5 separate regions of the Mus musculus genome follow, and regions 2, 3, 4 and 5 are each linked to region 1. Evidence: chromatin contacts called from public Hi-C, HiChIP or PLAC-seq and promoter capture Hi-C data. All regions are on one chromosome and are shown on one strand. The core of a region is the stretch at or near the end of the contact, and the rest is flanking DNA. Distances in the headings are between cores, read along the strand shown.

The links. Hi-C and Micro-C count contacts between places; a contact is called where the count stands out from the background. HiChIP or PLAC-seq counts read pairs in DNA pulled down with a chosen protein or histone mark. Capture Hi-C pulls out chosen DNA fragments and counts their contacts.
Region 2: a FOXA1 HiChIP or PLAC-seq map of pancreatic cancer cells shows a contact between it and region 1. The contact joins the enhancer-like site here to the promoter of Slc46a3 in region 1. A contact is called at or near these places in 1 of 39 promoter capture datasets (hippocampal neurons), 3 of 115 datasets of contacts at active chromatin or transcription factors (differentiating embryonic stem cells, large pre-B cells and pancreatic cancer cells) and 1 of 9 other capture datasets (embryonic stem cells).
Region 3: a promoter capture Hi-C map of adipose tissue shows a contact between it and region 1, with 2.8 times the contacts expected there. The contact joins the promoter of Gtf3a here to the promoter of Slc46a3 in region 1. A contact is called at or near these places in 7 of 39 promoter capture datasets (the 3T3-L1 cell line, embryonic stem cells, hippocampal neurons and 4 more), 2 of 484 Hi-C or Micro-C datasets (B cells and CD4 T cells), 2 of 115 datasets of contacts at active chromatin or transcription factors (extraembryonic endoderm stem cells and thymic regulatory T cells) and 3 of 9 other capture datasets (adipose tissue, liver and macrophages).
Region 4: a contact with region 1 is called in an H3K27ac HiChIP or PLAC-seq map of embryonic stem cells, with 4 times the contacts expected there. The contact joins the promoter of Urad here to the promoter of Slc46a3 in region 1. A contact is called at or near these places in 4 of 39 promoter capture datasets (the HPC-7 cell line, hippocampal neurons, neutrophils and 1 more), 1 of 15 datasets of contacts at CTCF or cohesin (pro-B cells), 3 of 484 Hi-C or Micro-C datasets (B cells, the G1E-ER4 cell line and embryonic stem cells) and 4 of 115 datasets of contacts at active chromatin or transcription factors (the SCID.adh cell line, T-cell acute lymphoblastic leukemia, embryonic stem cells and 1 more).
Region 5: a Hi-C map of B cells shows a contact between it and region 1, with 17 read pairs. The contact joins the enhancer-like site here to the promoter of Slc46a3 in region 1. A contact is called at or near these places in 2 of 39 promoter capture datasets (embryonic stem cells and pre-B cells), 1 of 15 datasets of contacts at CTCF or cohesin (pro-B cells), 3 of 484 Hi-C or Micro-C datasets (B cells, the G1E-ER4 cell line and embryonic stem cells) and 8 of 115 datasets of contacts at active chromatin or transcription factors (DN3 thymocytes, the SCID.adh cell line, T-cell acute lymphoblastic leukemia and 5 more).

The regions. Positions count from the first base shown.
Region 1 is chr5:147,893,457-147,896,368 of GRCm38.p6, forward strand. Slc46a3 (solute carrier family 46, member 3) reads right to left here and starts at 1,359. Exons shown (of 6, transcript NM_027872.4): 1 at 1,025-1,359; 2 at 377-589. The coding sequence starts at 565.
Region 2 is chr5:146,915,581-146,918,492 of GRCm38.p6, forward strand. No RefSeq gene overlaps it. Among named protein-coding and RNA genes, the nearest start is that of Gm10858, 20 kb to the left of the region's middle. Within about 2 kb of position 1,476, at least 22 of the 459 cell types and tissues checked have an H3K27ac peak or open chromatin away from gene starts, as enhancers often do. A contact at or near this core is called in differentiating embryonic stem cells, embryonic stem cells and pancreatic cancer cells, where this site is marked.
Region 3 is chr5:146,947,161-146,950,072 of GRCm38.p6, forward strand. It overlaps Gtf3a (general transcription factor III A), which reads left to right and starts at 1,497. Exons shown (of 9, transcript NM_025652.3): 1 at 1,497-1,815. The coding sequence starts at 1,621.
Region 4 is chr5:147,320,985-147,323,896 of GRCm38.p6, forward strand. It overlaps Urad (ureidoimidazoline (2-oxo-4-hydroxy-4-carboxy-5) decarboxylase), which reads right to left and starts at 1,456. Exons shown (of 2, transcript NM_001039678.2): 1 at 1,173-1,456. The coding sequence starts at 1,347.
Region 5 is chr5:147,339,700-147,342,611 of GRCm38.p6, forward strand. Flt3 (FMS-like tyrosine kinase 3) reads right to left here. Exons shown (of 24, transcript NM_010229.2): 20 at 1,514-1,636. Among named protein-coding and RNA genes, the nearest start is that of Urad, 19 kb to the left of the region's middle. Within about 2 kb of position 1,507, at least 83 of the 459 cell types and tissues checked have an H3K27ac peak or open chromatin away from gene starts, as enhancers often do. A contact at or near this core is called in B cells, DN3 thymocytes, the SCID.adh cell line and 4 more, where this site is marked.

The DNA.
Region 1 (2,912 bases), core at 109-2,608:
GCCCCGCCCCCATGGGAGGCAGCTGACTCTGGTCAGTTTTTCTGGACTTTTGTTATTCAAGAGACCAAGGAAGAGTGGGTGAGATTGTAGTGAGATTTCCTAAGGATAAAAGAGTTGGTCCCACAAGGTGGGTGGGGATTGGGGACAGGAGTGGAGGTGCCTTAGAGAGTTAGAAAGAGCCAGATTAAAGGTGTCAAGAGGAACTATTAACCGAAATAGGAACAGAGAGAAGGTGGCTTAATTTCAGTGTGTGTGTGTGTGTGTGTGTGTGTGTGTGTGTGTGTGTGTGGTCACACCTTGGAGAGCCTCTTTGGTTTGGAACCTGTTTCCATTCCCTGTGACTCCAGGATGGGAGGTTTTAATTTTAATTTCTTACCTCCCGGAATGCAAAGATGGAGCTGCTTTTGTTTTGGTCACACTCAGAGCCATTGCTATTGGAAGCAAAGGTGTAGTTACCGGTTTCCTCCCAGATCCTCCGGTACACGTACTGCGCTGTCAGCGGGATGGTCAGAGTCATAGCAAACGCGTTCAGGAGAATGGCGGGCTCTATGAATGAAATCTTCATATTGCTCAAGTGGGCAGATCGAGTCTATTGCAGAGCGGGAAGCGGGAGGAGAGAAACGGGGCGAGTGTGGGGGGGGGGGATAGAAATCATCAGTTGATTTTTTATCCCAGAGGCTAAATTCTCAAAAGTGGGGAAGTTGGAACAATGTGTCATAAACAAACATTAGCAAGCAAAAAGAGTTCCAGATTTCTGAGAGAGTGCCCTTGCCGGGAGAGGGTACCCTAGTTCTCTCCGAGGAGCAGGGACTAAGTCAACCTCCGCCCCCGACTCCGCTTAGCTAATGCTCACAGTGCTGAGCAGAACAGCACCGGCCGGTTCCCATAAGGTAAACAATGAAGTTACCCGGGGACCCGGAGGTTATGTAATTACTATTATTTTGGCTGCAGGTTAAGGGCCTTGTAAAAAGCAGCTCCCGATCGGAAGGGGAGTTTAGTTTCTGTTTTCGTTTTTAAAACTCACCCCACGGTTACAGTTTTCCTGCTAGGCTAGGCACAGGTGGGACCGTAGTCGGGACTGTGTTCTCCGTTACCCAGTGCGGGGCGTAGCGCCCCCGGGTTTTCAGCACGGTTCGCCAGCTGGGAAGAGCCAAAGGAAGGGGCAGCGAGGTGGAGCTAGACCGCAACAGGGGGACGTCCCTTGGGACGGGACACTCGAGCCCTGTTAGAAGGCAAAGAGAAATAAGCGCACCTCCCGGACTCTGTTGGCCCTGGACTCAGTCCCCGCCGCTCCCCGCGCCGCCGCACTCTTGGTCTTTGGGCCCTAGTGGTGACTCGGCCGCCGAGCATCATCACTCTGCCAAGAGCTGGCAATCTTCGGCCGGAGCTGTCACCCGCTTCCCTAGCTCGCTTGTGATTGGGTATGGCGGCCGGCGCCCCCGTAGCGATTGGTCTAGCGCAGTGTCATTCTCTTGCACCCGCCCCCGAAGGTTCAGCGGCTGAATCTCCCCGAGTTGCTGGGCAAGTTGGGTGATCCCGGCAGCTCTGCGAAGGTTCTGCTAAGCGTATCTGGATAGGATTATTGGTTTTCGCTGAAGCGCCGTGGAGTCATAGGTATCTGGATCGAGAGTTCGAGACTAGCCCAACGATATAACAAGACTCCTGTCCAAAGCAGATAATGATAATAATAATAATGATAATAATGATGATAATAATAAGTGGTTGGAAACGTCATACGCTAGGGTTGCAGTTCACTGCAGCATTCCGGTGGACCCAGCAAGCGTCTGCACAAGCAATGTGAGAGAGAAGACACTGAAAGTTCATGAGAGGAGAAGAGTTCCGAGTAGGGGAGTTGTTGGCCTTGGGAAAATTTAAACGAAATATTCACTACATTTTACGTAGTCATTTATTTTATGTGTATGCCCACGCCGAGCAGAGGTCAGAAAATGGTGCTAGAATTTGTGTTACAGGCAGTTGTGAGCTGCCCTGAGAGCGTAGAAACGGAACCCAGAGCAGTAAGTGTTCTTCATTAGTGAGCTTCTCTCCAGCCACCCCTGCTGAGTTGCGGGGGAGGGGATTGTTAAATCTCTCTGAAAGTCGGCTCTTTCTCTGTTGAGAAGATGTAAGTAAGTCTCACAAAGCCATGGCAACACCCTAGACAGTAGGACCGCCGCTAATGGCCGCCAACGCGCACAGCTGGAGCACACCTGCAGCTGATAGGGGGTTACTTCCTGAGGAAGAGAAGCAAGCTGAGAGTTCTGTGATTTGGGGACCCGTCCAAAAAAGGAAGACCTTAGGCTGGAGTGGTTGCGTCAGGAAGTGGGGGACAATCCTGCAAATGCGCCTCTTACTCTTATCTAGAGATCAAGGTCAGATGTGGGCCAGAGCCTTATTGATAAAGGAGTAACACTCCAGACTATGGGCTATTTTTGCCCAGATGAGAGTACTGGTGCAATGCTCCTAACCACTGAACCACCCTCTCTCGAGGCAGATCTGGAACAGCTTCAGAGTGGGAAGGGCGGCTAAAGGAGCTGACTAGCAGAAAAGGATATTCTGTACTGGAGAGAAGGCGATCTGATGACTCTAGATAGCCACAGAGAGAATTGAGGAAGTAACTCTCAACATCGCACTCTTGACAGTTTCACAGCACTGTACAATCTTCATATGCCTAAAATAACAAACATTGCTGCTAGCTGATCTACAGAGTTTGATTGATTTCCAACCTCTTGTTGACAATTTTTCTTCTTCTTCTTCTTCTTCTTCTTCTTCTTCTTCTTCTTCTTCTTCTTTCTTTCTTTCTTTCTTTCTTTCTTTCTTTCTTCTTCTTCTTCTTCTTCTTCTTACTTCTTCTTCTTCTTCTTCTTCTTTCTTCTTCTTCTTCTTCCTCTTCCTCCTCCTCCTCTTCTTCCTCT
Region 2 (2,912 bases), core at 226-2,725, 980 kb before region 1:
GTTTTTTGTTTTACGTAGTCCTGACTGTCCTAGAACTCTCTCTCTCTAGACCAGGCTGGCCTCAAACTCAGAGCTCTCTCTGCCTTGGCTTCCTGAGTGCTGGGATTAAAGATCTGAGCCACCACCGCCCAGCAATCCTTTAGAATATATACTATATATTTAATACTATTTTCACTTCTTCTGAATTCACACTCATCTCCCCATCCATTTGAGTTCCCTTTTGTTTTTTAAATGTAAATTTCTCCCAACTCCAGCTTGTGCCTTCCATGTACTTCTCTGGGTGTGGGGCCATATACTGAGGTGTGGCTGACCTACCTGGAACCACAGAGTCTATTTTGAGAGATCAGTAACCAGCAATCTTCTGTACTCTTGTTGGCAGGGGATTAAACTTAGGGACTCCCACCTGCTTTGTTTTTTGATGGAAAAGGAGACATTTTGCCATGGAGAACAAGAAACACTGTGTACCACCAACACCAAAGACAGAGCTTAAGGTCAAGAGATATCTTCAAAAGACAGTCCAAGCACCCAATGTATATTGACTGGTACTGTTAGAAATAAACGAGATTTGTGTGAGAGAGCTTTGTGGACTCTAAATGTCCTTCATGGGGCTAAGAGAGAGAGGGGATCTATCTCTAGGGTGACGGATGGTACACTGAAGGAGAGTTTCCCAGAAACCCAGGTAATTGTTGTGCACCCCGAATGCAAGTCTGAAGCCAAAACTTAGACAAGTCAAGTCTGTGGACACATTCCCAAATTTGAAAAACTCCCCAAGTCAGAAACACGCTGGTCCTAGGCATGTCACACCGGGTGCAAGCAAATATGTTTGTACAGACATCAGTCAGCAAGCCTGGGGCAGCTCCGTCTCTGCCCATCAGGGGGCTCCACTCCTTTTCTTGGATTATGTGACTGGACTCCACACTCTGTGTGGAAGGCTCCCTACCCTTACTCCCCGGCTCATCTATGATCTAGATTAAAGCCCCAGGGCAGCCGCAGATGGAGAATCACAACCTCAGCTAAAATAGACGGCCTCATAGAAATGCTGTCCAGGCTGGGTGCGCATCAGAAGCCAGCCTGGTCTACATAGTGAGTCTCAGGCTAGCCAGTGCTACAATGGGAGAAAAAAAAAAGCGCTATTCAGTTCGAATAAGAAACATCTCCCATAGGCTCAAATAGTTAAACACTTGGCCCCCAATTTACGGTAACATTGTCTGTGGAGGACTAGAAGGTGTGACTTTACTGGAGAACGTAGGTCACTGGGGCTGGGGGGTGGGGGGGGGAAGCGTGTTGACCTCTAGAAATGGCCATTTTGAGAATGCTCTTGATGCTTTGAGCTTGTGTTTGAAAATGTGAGCTCTCAGCTTCCTGCCCCTCCTACTGAGCCTGCAGTTTGCCGCCAAGCCTCCCTGCTGTGGTGGTAAGTACACTAAACCCTTCCTTCTGTAAACCGACTGACTCCCTCGTGGGGTATTTTGTCGCTGCAACAGGAAACTGACTAAGACAAGCTCCAGGAGGCTAGACATTAATAATACATGGCTGGGGCTGGAGAGATGTCTCAGCAGTTAAGAGCACTGGCTACTCTTCTAGAGGTCCTGAGTTCAACTCTCAGCAACCTGACCATCTATAATGTGATATGATTCCCTGGCTGGCATGCAAATGGGATACTCATACACATAAAATAAAGTTTAAAAAAAGAGAGAATATGTTGCTGGCAGCACTTGGGAGGCAGAGGTAGGTGGAGCTCTAAGTTCAAGGCCAGCCTGGTCTACAAAGAGAGTTCTAGGATAGCCAGGGCTACACAGAGAAACTCTGTCTCAAAACAAAAGAATTCATTATTGGCCACATGTGTGATACAAGCCAAGGAGGCTAAGAACTGGAGACCTAGGGCCAGCCTGGGCTATAGTGAAATCCTGTCTCAAAACACCAGAAAGCTAAGAAAAGAAAAAAAATCCATTCTGGTATCTTTGAATAACTTAAGATTAATGGGAGACTCAGCCATCGGGGTTCTTTTTTTTTTTTTTTTTTTTTTTTTAATTTATTTATTATATGTAAGTACACTGAAGCTGTCTTCAGACACTCCAGAAGAGGGCGCCAGATCTCGTTACGGATGGTTGTGAGCCACCATGTGGTTGCTGGGATTTGAACTCCTGACCTTCGGAAGAGCAGTCGGGTGCTCTTACCCACTGAGCCATCTCACCAGCCCCATCGGGGTTCTTTTATTTTATATCTCTCTGCCCCTGGGTCTTAAATTAAAAAGAATGACAACAAAAACCCCACTTGGTTCTCATAATTTTCAAATCTACTATACATATATTTTAGTATGACTGTACAAGTTCTGTATTATTGCCTCTATTTTCAGATAATGAGGTTAACTTGACATTGAAAAACCATGAAGTAGGGGCTAGAGAGATGGCTCGCAGTTAAGAACACTGGCTGCTCTTCCAGAGGTTCTGAGTTCAATTCCCAGCAACCATGAGGTGGCTCACAACCATCTATAATGGAATCTGAAGCCCTCTTCTTGTATATCTGTAGGCAGTGACAGTGTATTCATATACATAAAACAAAAATAAAATATTTGAAAAAAACAATTTAAAAAAAGAAAGAGGGCTGGTGAGATGGCTCAGTGGGTAAGAGCACCCGACTGCTCTTCCGAAGGTCCGGAGTTCAAATCCCAGCAACCACATGGTGGCTCACAACCATCTGTAAGAAGATCTGACTCCCTCTTCTGGAGTGTCTGAAGACAGCTACAGTGTACTTACATATAATAAATAAATAAATCTTAAAAAAAAAAAAAGAAACCCTTACTCCATTTTAAAAAGAAAGAAAGAAAGAAAGAAAGAAAGAAAGAAAGAAAGAAAGAAAGAAAGAGGAAAGAAAGAAAGAAAGAAACAAAGAAAGAAAGAAAGAAAGAAAGA
Region 3 (2,912 bases), core at 247-2,746, 950 kb before region 1:
TGTTTTATTTTTTTTGAGATAGGGGTTCTCTGTGTAGCCTTGGATGTCCTGGAACTCACTCTGTAAGAGCAAGCTGGCTTTGAATTCAGAGATCCACCTGTTTCTGCCTCCTGTGTGGGGTTAAAGCCATGCACTACCACTACTGGGCTAGTTCTGTCCATGTTCATGACTCACAATCTGCCCCCCTCCCCCAAACACACTCCCCATTCCCGAAACTGGTATGTTAGGGTCTGGAAAGAACCTGAATCCTGGCTGGGTCCCATATTGTCTAACCAGGGTTATCAAGCAGGAGGAGAAAAAGAAGATGAAGAAGTCCAGGCTGCTTGACTGAGACCAAAATCCTTGGAAAACAATGGTCACAGGGGTGGGATCTCAGAATCTTCTAGAAGCTCATCTTCAGGGAAAAGGAGAGACAGAAGACTGGAGCTGAAAGAAGAGTGTCCGCTGATGGGGTAGAGCAGACAAGAGAGTGAGAAAGGGGAAGAGGGACTGGAAGGAAGGAAGAGCCGGCCAGCAATCTGCACATGCGCATGGGGCATGACTACAAGGAGCAGAGGGGGCCGTGAGCATGAGATCCCAACAGGGCCGCACAGAGAATGACCTGTCAACAGTGTTGAGACCGCCCTCCATTCAATCCTTTTTCTTGTAGATTAGTTTGACTGGAATAAAGTACATTTTAACCTTCTTCAGTAAAGATATTCATTAAAAAAAAAAAAAAAAAAAAAAAAAAGCTGGGTGTGGTGGCGCACGCCTTTAATCCCAGCACTCGGGAGGCAGAGGCAGGCGGATTTCTGAGTTCGAGGCCAGCCTGGTCTACAAAGTGAAGTCCAGGTCAGCCAGGGCTATACAGAGAAACCCTGTCTCGAAAAACCAAAACCAAACAAACAAACAAACAAACAAACAAGCTTTAAGATTTCCCATGGTTGTCGTCATCCAACTAGCAGAAAGATCGGTTCTGCCCTTCATTGATGCACTACACTTTGCCAGGGAGGATTCGAATAGGGTATTTTCCAGTCTCTGCCATTACGGAGATTAAATCAAGATAAGGGAAAGAGGAAATCCCACAACTGAAAACAGCGTCAAACACTAGAGGACTCAGTGATACAAAAGGAAAGTTGACAAAACACCAGCACAATTGCTGTCAGAAATTAAGGTTTAATTGGTCCTGGTTAAGTTCTGGGCTTCGGAATTTTGAAAAAAAATTCCACGTGACTCGAAGGAGCAGACAAGCTTGGGATTCACCATGTCCTGAGGCTAGTGGCAGGATGCAGAGGGCAAAACTGGAATGTGAAAAACAGGCCACCTTAAGTCATGTCAGGTTGATATTTGGGACGTTTAAGCAGCGCTTCCGTTTCCCTAAGCCGCGAAACCAGAGCCCAGAGCCTGGCTGCCTCTCGCCGTGGACGAGTCCTGGATGCGCATGTGCAACCGGGCTCTACGGCCTCTGGGAGCATGCGCAGTCGTGGCGCGCGTGGGGGGGGGGCTAAGGGGCGGGGCCTGGAGCCTTAGCGGGCCGCGTTCCCGGAAGTTCAAAGTCTCCGGGCGCCAGTGGCTTGCGTCCCGCGTTCCCGGGGACGGCACGTGGCTGCCCCGCGTCAGCCCGGGCCCGATCGTGTCGCCCTGGAGCCGCGGGTGTCAGTCGCGGAAGCGGTGTCGTCGCTGACCATCGCGGATGCGTTCGTCGGGGCCTGTGAGGGCCCCGCGCCGCCGCGCCCCGCGCTGCCCAGCAGGTTCATCTGCTCCTTTCCCGACTGCAGCGCCAGTTACAACAAAGCCTGGAAGCTAGACGCGCACCTATGCAAACACACGGGGGAGGTAACCTGGCCGCCCGTGTGCACGGCAGGGCCTGGCGCAGGGGCTGCGTCCTGGGCTTGGCTGGGGCAGGGCAGGGCAGGGCAGGGCAGGGCAGGGCAGGGCAGGGCAGGGCAGGCGCTCTGCAAAGACCGAATTCTAGGATGTCAGGATTTCCTGCAAGCAACAAGTGTGCACCCTTTTAATTGCAGGCGGGCTTTGGTCGGGTACTAAGGCTGTGGGTAAAGGTGGTCAGGAAAAGCCTTCCTGCTTGGCCCTTTACCCTGGTTCTTATATTTGGTTGTACCCTGGTCTATCTCTTGACAGACTTACCAACCCACTGTTGTCCCTCATAACATACTTTGTAACTTTATCCCTGTTTCTCTTTGACCATTCTGTTCCCACATTTTGGCCTTTCTTTGTCCCTGTGTCCGAGGCAGAGCTTGCTTTCTAGTGGACACTTAAAAGTTGTGGTTCATCACCATCATCATTATTATCATTGTTTTTTTGAGACGGGGTTTCTCTGTGTAACTCACTCTGAACTCACTCTGTAGACCTGACTGGCCTCGAACTCAAAGATCCACTTGCCTCTGCCTCCAGAGTGCTAGTATTAAAGGTGTGCACCACCACACGTGGCTTTGAAGTTGTGTTTATTGTTCCAAACTCGACAATAATTTGATTAGTACGGGTCCTGCCCTGGGACTGGATCTGAACAAGGTTCTTTGACGCCGTGCTGAGCAGTGTGGCTCACTTGTGTCTTCCTGTCCACTGGCTGTGATTGAAGGCTTGATGCCACCTTTCCTGTATTTCAGATTATTTCCATAGTTGGGAAACACAGAACTGGATGTTAGGATATGATATAGCTTTACTGTGGATTCATGACAGCATCCCCTTCCCCACCTCCAGGGTCCCACTTGGAGATTGTGTTTGGGGCTGGGAGCTGTTTCCTTCGGTTGCCTTTGCACCTGTGAGCTTTTTCAGCTGTTGTGACACATTTAACTGTCTCTGTGCCTGCTATCTCTTAGTATGGACACAGGTCACCTGCGATGAGATGCAACCTTTCCTCTGCCTCTTTGCTGTAAAATGATGCTGTAGCAGAGATCTGGGCAGACAGGCTATCT
Region 4 (2,912 bases), core at 206-2,705, 570 kb before region 1:
AAGACCCTGAGTTGATTAGTTGATTTGCAAACATACATACAGATAGACAGACAGATAGACACACACACACACACACACACACACACACACACACTTAAATTTCACATATTTGAGTGTTTTGTTTGCATGTATGTCTGCACATCACATGTGTCCTTGGTGTTTACGGAGGCCAGAGCAGGACACCAGATCCTGGAGTTAGACGCCTTTGCGAGCATCTTTGGGGGGTGGGGAATGTGTGCTTAAAATTGATCTCCAGTCCACTGGAAGAGCAGCCAGTGCTCCTAACTGCTGAGCCATCTCTCCAGTCCTCAGCTTGATTTTATAACCTGGACCTGTGCTCTTCCTCTGTAAGTTCTCATAGGCAGCCATACAGAGGAGTCTGAGAATCCACAGAGTGTCACAGCCATACTGAACGCAGCTGCGAGTGCCTGCTCTGTCCTGAGACCACCCTCCTGACCGAAGACTAAGAACAGTCTCAAGGGCAGGTGACTCCTACCCTCTGACTTTGTTCCCCAAGGGCATGTCGGGTTTATTCTCAGAACCCATAGTAGCCTATGAACAGGGACTATGTACCTTTGGACCTTCGGCCGCTGTGCCATCCTGAATAAACCTCTACCCCCTCTTCTCCCCACCCTGTGGCCCACTCTCCCCAGAAAACATTGCTTTGCTCCCATTTTACTTCTCTCTGCAAAGAGTCTTGGGATCTAAATGAATGCATCCTTGTCTGGTCCAAACCGGCCCTTTTTTTTTGAAAATCGCTCAGCGCTTCCCGTTCCTCTCTGGGGTCCCTGGGAGGTCCTCGCTATCCTCTCTTTCATCCAGGGCATTGCCAAAGTGGGCCTTCAGCTTCTGAGTCACCAAGGCCTTTGCCCTGTTCCCATTCTTGACCTCCAATAGCCCTGGCCGTCCTGGAACTCGCTCTAGATCAGGCTGGTCTCGACCTCAGAGATTGTCCTCCCTCTGCCTCCGCTGTCCTCGGCCATCCATGCTACCTTGCCCATCCCGCCCCCATGTTCTTGTGTCCACCTTCAAGAGACTAGCGTTTGAAAGGATGTCTACTGATCCTTCTAATAATCCCGGCTAAATAACTGAGTAAGGAGGCTAAAGTAATCTAAAATATTTTTATATACAATATTGAAAATGACTTCGCGCACACGGTCCTGAAGTCTTACCTGATCTCGGGAGAGCATCAATAAAGGCAAAAAAGTGATTTTCTAAGTCTTCCAAGCCAGAGAATGGACGCTGGGACCAGACAGCAGCGGCAATCAGAGGGCATTTCTCAACAATGTTCCCAAACACATCCACAAATTCTCCGAAGTCCATGGAATTGACCTTCACCATGTCCATGGCTGATCCTGGACTGGAGGCAGTGTTCTGCCCTGCCTGTGGTCCGCTCTCATCGAGCGAGTGAGCTAATTCCTCCTCATGGGTTGTGTTTGCTGAACACACATGCTGGCCCTGTGCAAGGGCAGCTGACCCTGGTTTAAATATCTCTGGGAGGAGCTTATCCAGAACGGTCCTGCGATGAGAAACACAGGTTTAACTGTTTTGTTGGTGGTAGGGGTAATATGTGTGCTGGAGACAGAACCCAGGGTCTCACGCATGCTCGAGGAGCACCCGAATACTGAGCTATCCGCCACCTCCGCTTAAGGCTATGATCAGGAGAGCAGAGACTTCTGCAGAAAGAATGATTCCACCCGAGGCATTGCCATAACAAGAGGTGGCGGCGGTGGCCGTATGTAATGAGACAGACACTTGGTGCCATTACCATCTTGTCTGTGTGCACGTATGCTTTTACCTGCATGTAATCTGTGTACCACATGCAGACCAAACAGGTGGCCCTGTGACCTGCCTGGATTACCAGGACAGTGTCCTCAGGGACAACCCTGGTTCTGTCCCCAGCACCCACACGGTAACTCACAAGCACCTCATCTGTCCTTGCTGTTGCTCTAGAGCACAGGCACTGCGTTTTAATCTTTCTTTGAACTCTAAATGCTTAACACCACATAGACTTAATTAGTGTAAACAGAACAGGGTAAGGTGCCTCTGGTGGAGTGTGCTATCTTCTCTCGTTTAAAAAAATATTTTTTTAATTAGGTGTATTTTGTATGTGTACAAGCGTGTGTGTGTGTGTGTGTGTGTGTGTGTGTGTTTGTGCCCAAGAAGAGAGGGTTGAATCTGCCTTCCAGGTTCTCACCTTGAGTTCTTGGCTTGGATTCTTTCAACAACAGCCTATAAACTATAAACTGAAACAAACCTTTGCCTTCCCTAGATTGTTTTTGGTAAGTGTTTTATCACAGCAGCAGTTTATCTAAGGCTGTTACTGGTGGTGTTCTTCACGGGGTAGGGGTGGGGTGGGGGATGGAGGGGGGAGCGGGGAGGGGAAACAGCCTAGAAAAGATTAGAAAGACCACAGACCACAGCAAGGGGGTGGGGTAGGGGCATGCGCCACAAAGAGAGGCGCCCCTGCCCTAGTGTGTGGGAAGGAGAGGGGCTCTGATCTCAGGAGAACTCAGTGTGGGACTAGGAACAAGCACGAAAAGCGCTCATTATCGCGAGTCCAGAAACGATTGCACCCTGGACAAATTCTCCCCAAAGACGCCTTGTTTTCCTTTCGCCCAATATTTGCCCTTCTAGGTACCAAGGGGCAGTAACAAGTCAAACCTGGTGTTTGACACTCTGTTTCGGAAACTGTGGTGCTCGGGCGCCCCCTGCTGGTACAATCACTATAAAGCACTGCTTGAAGGGGTGGCCTTAGCCTACAGGCTAAAGGATGTTAAAGGGGGTGAAACCTTGTAAAGTTTTCCCCATCCGTATTGGCATGTCAGCCGGTGATGTCATTATACAGGTCTGGACAACTATGTTGGTGAGATTAGACCGGTGAGACTTCCCTATTCCTGTCTAAAAGGCAC
Region 5 (2,912 bases), core at 257-2,756, 550 kb before region 1:
TCAGACCGAAGTGAGTACTGAGAGTGTCGAGCAGAGAGGAGGAACTGGGGCAGCCTGGGCTGCTGTCATTTCATAAGCAGGGATGATGGTACTGAGACTCCCCTCCCCCTCCCCCCTGCCCCCCTCCCCCAGCACTGGCTGAACACACAGCACCAGGGGGACTTGCACCAAGGTGTCCTAATTCCTTCTTTTTCTTCCTCATTCTGAGGCTTGAACCAAAGCCTCGCGAAGGCCAGGCCAGAGCTCTACGCCTGAGCTCTTCAGCCCTTACTGTTCATTTCATTCTTTCTTTCTTTAAAAATTTGATGCCAGGGGGACATGGTGGCAGCGCACATCCTTAGCCCCAGTGCTCCAGAGGCAGAGGCAGAGGCAGAGGCAGGCAGATCTCTGTCTGAGTTCCGAGGCCAGCCTGGTCTACAGAGTGAGTTCCAGGACAGCCAGGGCTACACAGAGAAACCCTGTCTTGAAAAATGAAAAGAAGAATAATTATGTTTTTATTCCTGTGCATGTGTGTGGGCGCTGGGGGAGGGTGCATGCTCGGCACACAGGTGAAGGTCAGAGGTCAACTTATACCATTCCAGTTTTTCCACCATGTGTTTTTGGGGGGCAACTCCAGCCCTCAGGCTTGGTAGCAACTACCTTTACCTGCTGAGACATCTCACTGTCTATCTGTCTGTCTATCATTGTCTATATGTCTTCTGTCTGTTTATCTATCAATCATTTGTCTGTTTATCTATCTATCATTTTCTGTCTATCTTTCTTTCTCTCTCTCTTTCTTCCCTTCTTAAACATTCATTTTTTGCCTCATCATACTTTGAATTGATTTTCACTTATGTGTAAGTATGTGCACATGAGCACACATGTCCAAAGAGGCCAGAGGCACTAGATTCCTTGGAGCTGGAGTTATAGATGCTTGCGAGCATCCTGCCGTGGGTGCTGGGTATCAAACTTGGGTCCCCTGGAAAAGCACTCTATGCTCTTAACCACTGAGCCATCTCTCTGGCCCCCTCACATTCTCTTTGAACGAACACATGTCAGTTATGTTGTATTTGGAGTCTTCCTGAACTCTTCATATAGTAACAGGGTAACAAACGCTACCAGTTAACTACAGCACCTTTAAACTTTATAGTGAATACCTGTGTGCTGCCTGTTCAGAAAAAAAAAAAACAAAAAGCTTTTTATACATGCTAGCTTGTCTCATGATCGGAAACATAAAACACATATAAAGCCACTTTATAGCTAAGGAAACCGAAACAGGTCTGAGTAAGGGCATTTTTTTTTTCAGGTGAAGATCTCATGCCAACCCCTAATGGATCTGTTCTGAGTGGCCAGCCCCCCAGAGATGCGTGGCTATTTTGCTTAGCTCTTAGTGAGCACAAAACAATCTTTTCAGCCTAAAGAAGTGAAGCACTGGGAGTTTTTTTTTTCTCCCCTTGGTGTCACCATAAATCAAAAACGCATCACAGAGAGTGCAGGTGTTTCCTGTACTCGTGACAAAAAGCAAACGGCTCACGTTGCCCCTGACGACGTAGCTGGAGTCGCTCAGGATGTCTCGGGCCAGTCCAAAGTCACAGATCTTCACCACCTTCCCGTGGGTGACCAACACATTCCTGGCTGCCAGGTCTCTGTGGACACACTGGAAGAGAGAGGCTTGAATGACATGGTCTGTGACTTACACCTTCAGAGAGAGACTCACAACAGTTACAGAGGACAGAGACCCATGACTGTCATACATCCCGAGAACACTGGCTGAGTCCTAAGTTAACTCAGCTGCAGTCATCTGAGGCATCCCTGGAGCTATGAGCCAAAGAAGTGCCAAAGGGGGCCTTCGCCTAGCTCCAGAGACGCTTCTAACAGCCGGCTTCCTGTGCGTGCGTGTGTGCGTGCGAGAACAGAATCCCTTTTGGATAAAGAACTGGCTTTCAGAATAAAAGTGCATCATATCTGACAGGCCTAGTGGTGCAGATCCATAATCGCAGCACTGGAGAGGCTGAGGCAGGAGGATTTCTAAGTTTGAGGCCAGCCTGGACTACACATAGAGGTCGTGTCTCTAAATGAATAAATAGATTAAGATTGAAGAAAGCATTCAGAAGAAGTGAGTTTGGGGGGACCAAAGAGATGATAGCTCAGTGAGAAAACGCATTAACCATGTAACCCTGATGTCCTGAGTTCGATTCCTGGGTCCCACAGTGGAAGAATTAACTCCCACAGTTTGTCCTCTGACTTCTGCACACACACTACGGTACATGGGCCCCACATTCTCATACACACACACACACACACACACACACACACACACACACACACACACACTTGCTTTCACATGCACATACAGGGTACAGGGGGCAGACAGACAGACAGAAGATAACGATGAGTTTCGAGGAGTACATGAGAGTAGAGCCCAGAGTCTCTGAAGGGAATGAACTCTGTAAGAGAGCACATGGTGTCCATGGGGGTCCACTACGCTCTCCTCAGCCTTTAAAAGAACAAAGCCTATAAAAACAGGAATGTCTGTGCCGTGACTCCTGCCCTCCTTCTCCAAGTCTGGCTTTCTTCATGTGGCATCTCCTAGATGTCTGTCCCCATCCCCATCATGTCCTCCTGACTACCTGCCCTGCCCGTATTCTTCCCAGCTGCTCTGGGAAGGCTCCTTCTGACCAGCAAGAAGGCTGCCCAGCCTGGACTGGCTTTGACTAGTCCCTCTCCCTCTGGATTCCATCCGAGGGAGGCTCTCTTGCTCTCTTGCCTGTTCCTCACCCCTTTTTCCTTGGGGTAGCCATGCTAACTTTAGTGACAGTATCAATCACAAGACACTGATCTGATGTATAGGTCTGCTTGTCTTTCTCCTAGAAACATAAAACCTGTGGGCCCTGAAGTCACATCCTCATTGGTTTTCTGCCCCAGCACAGTGT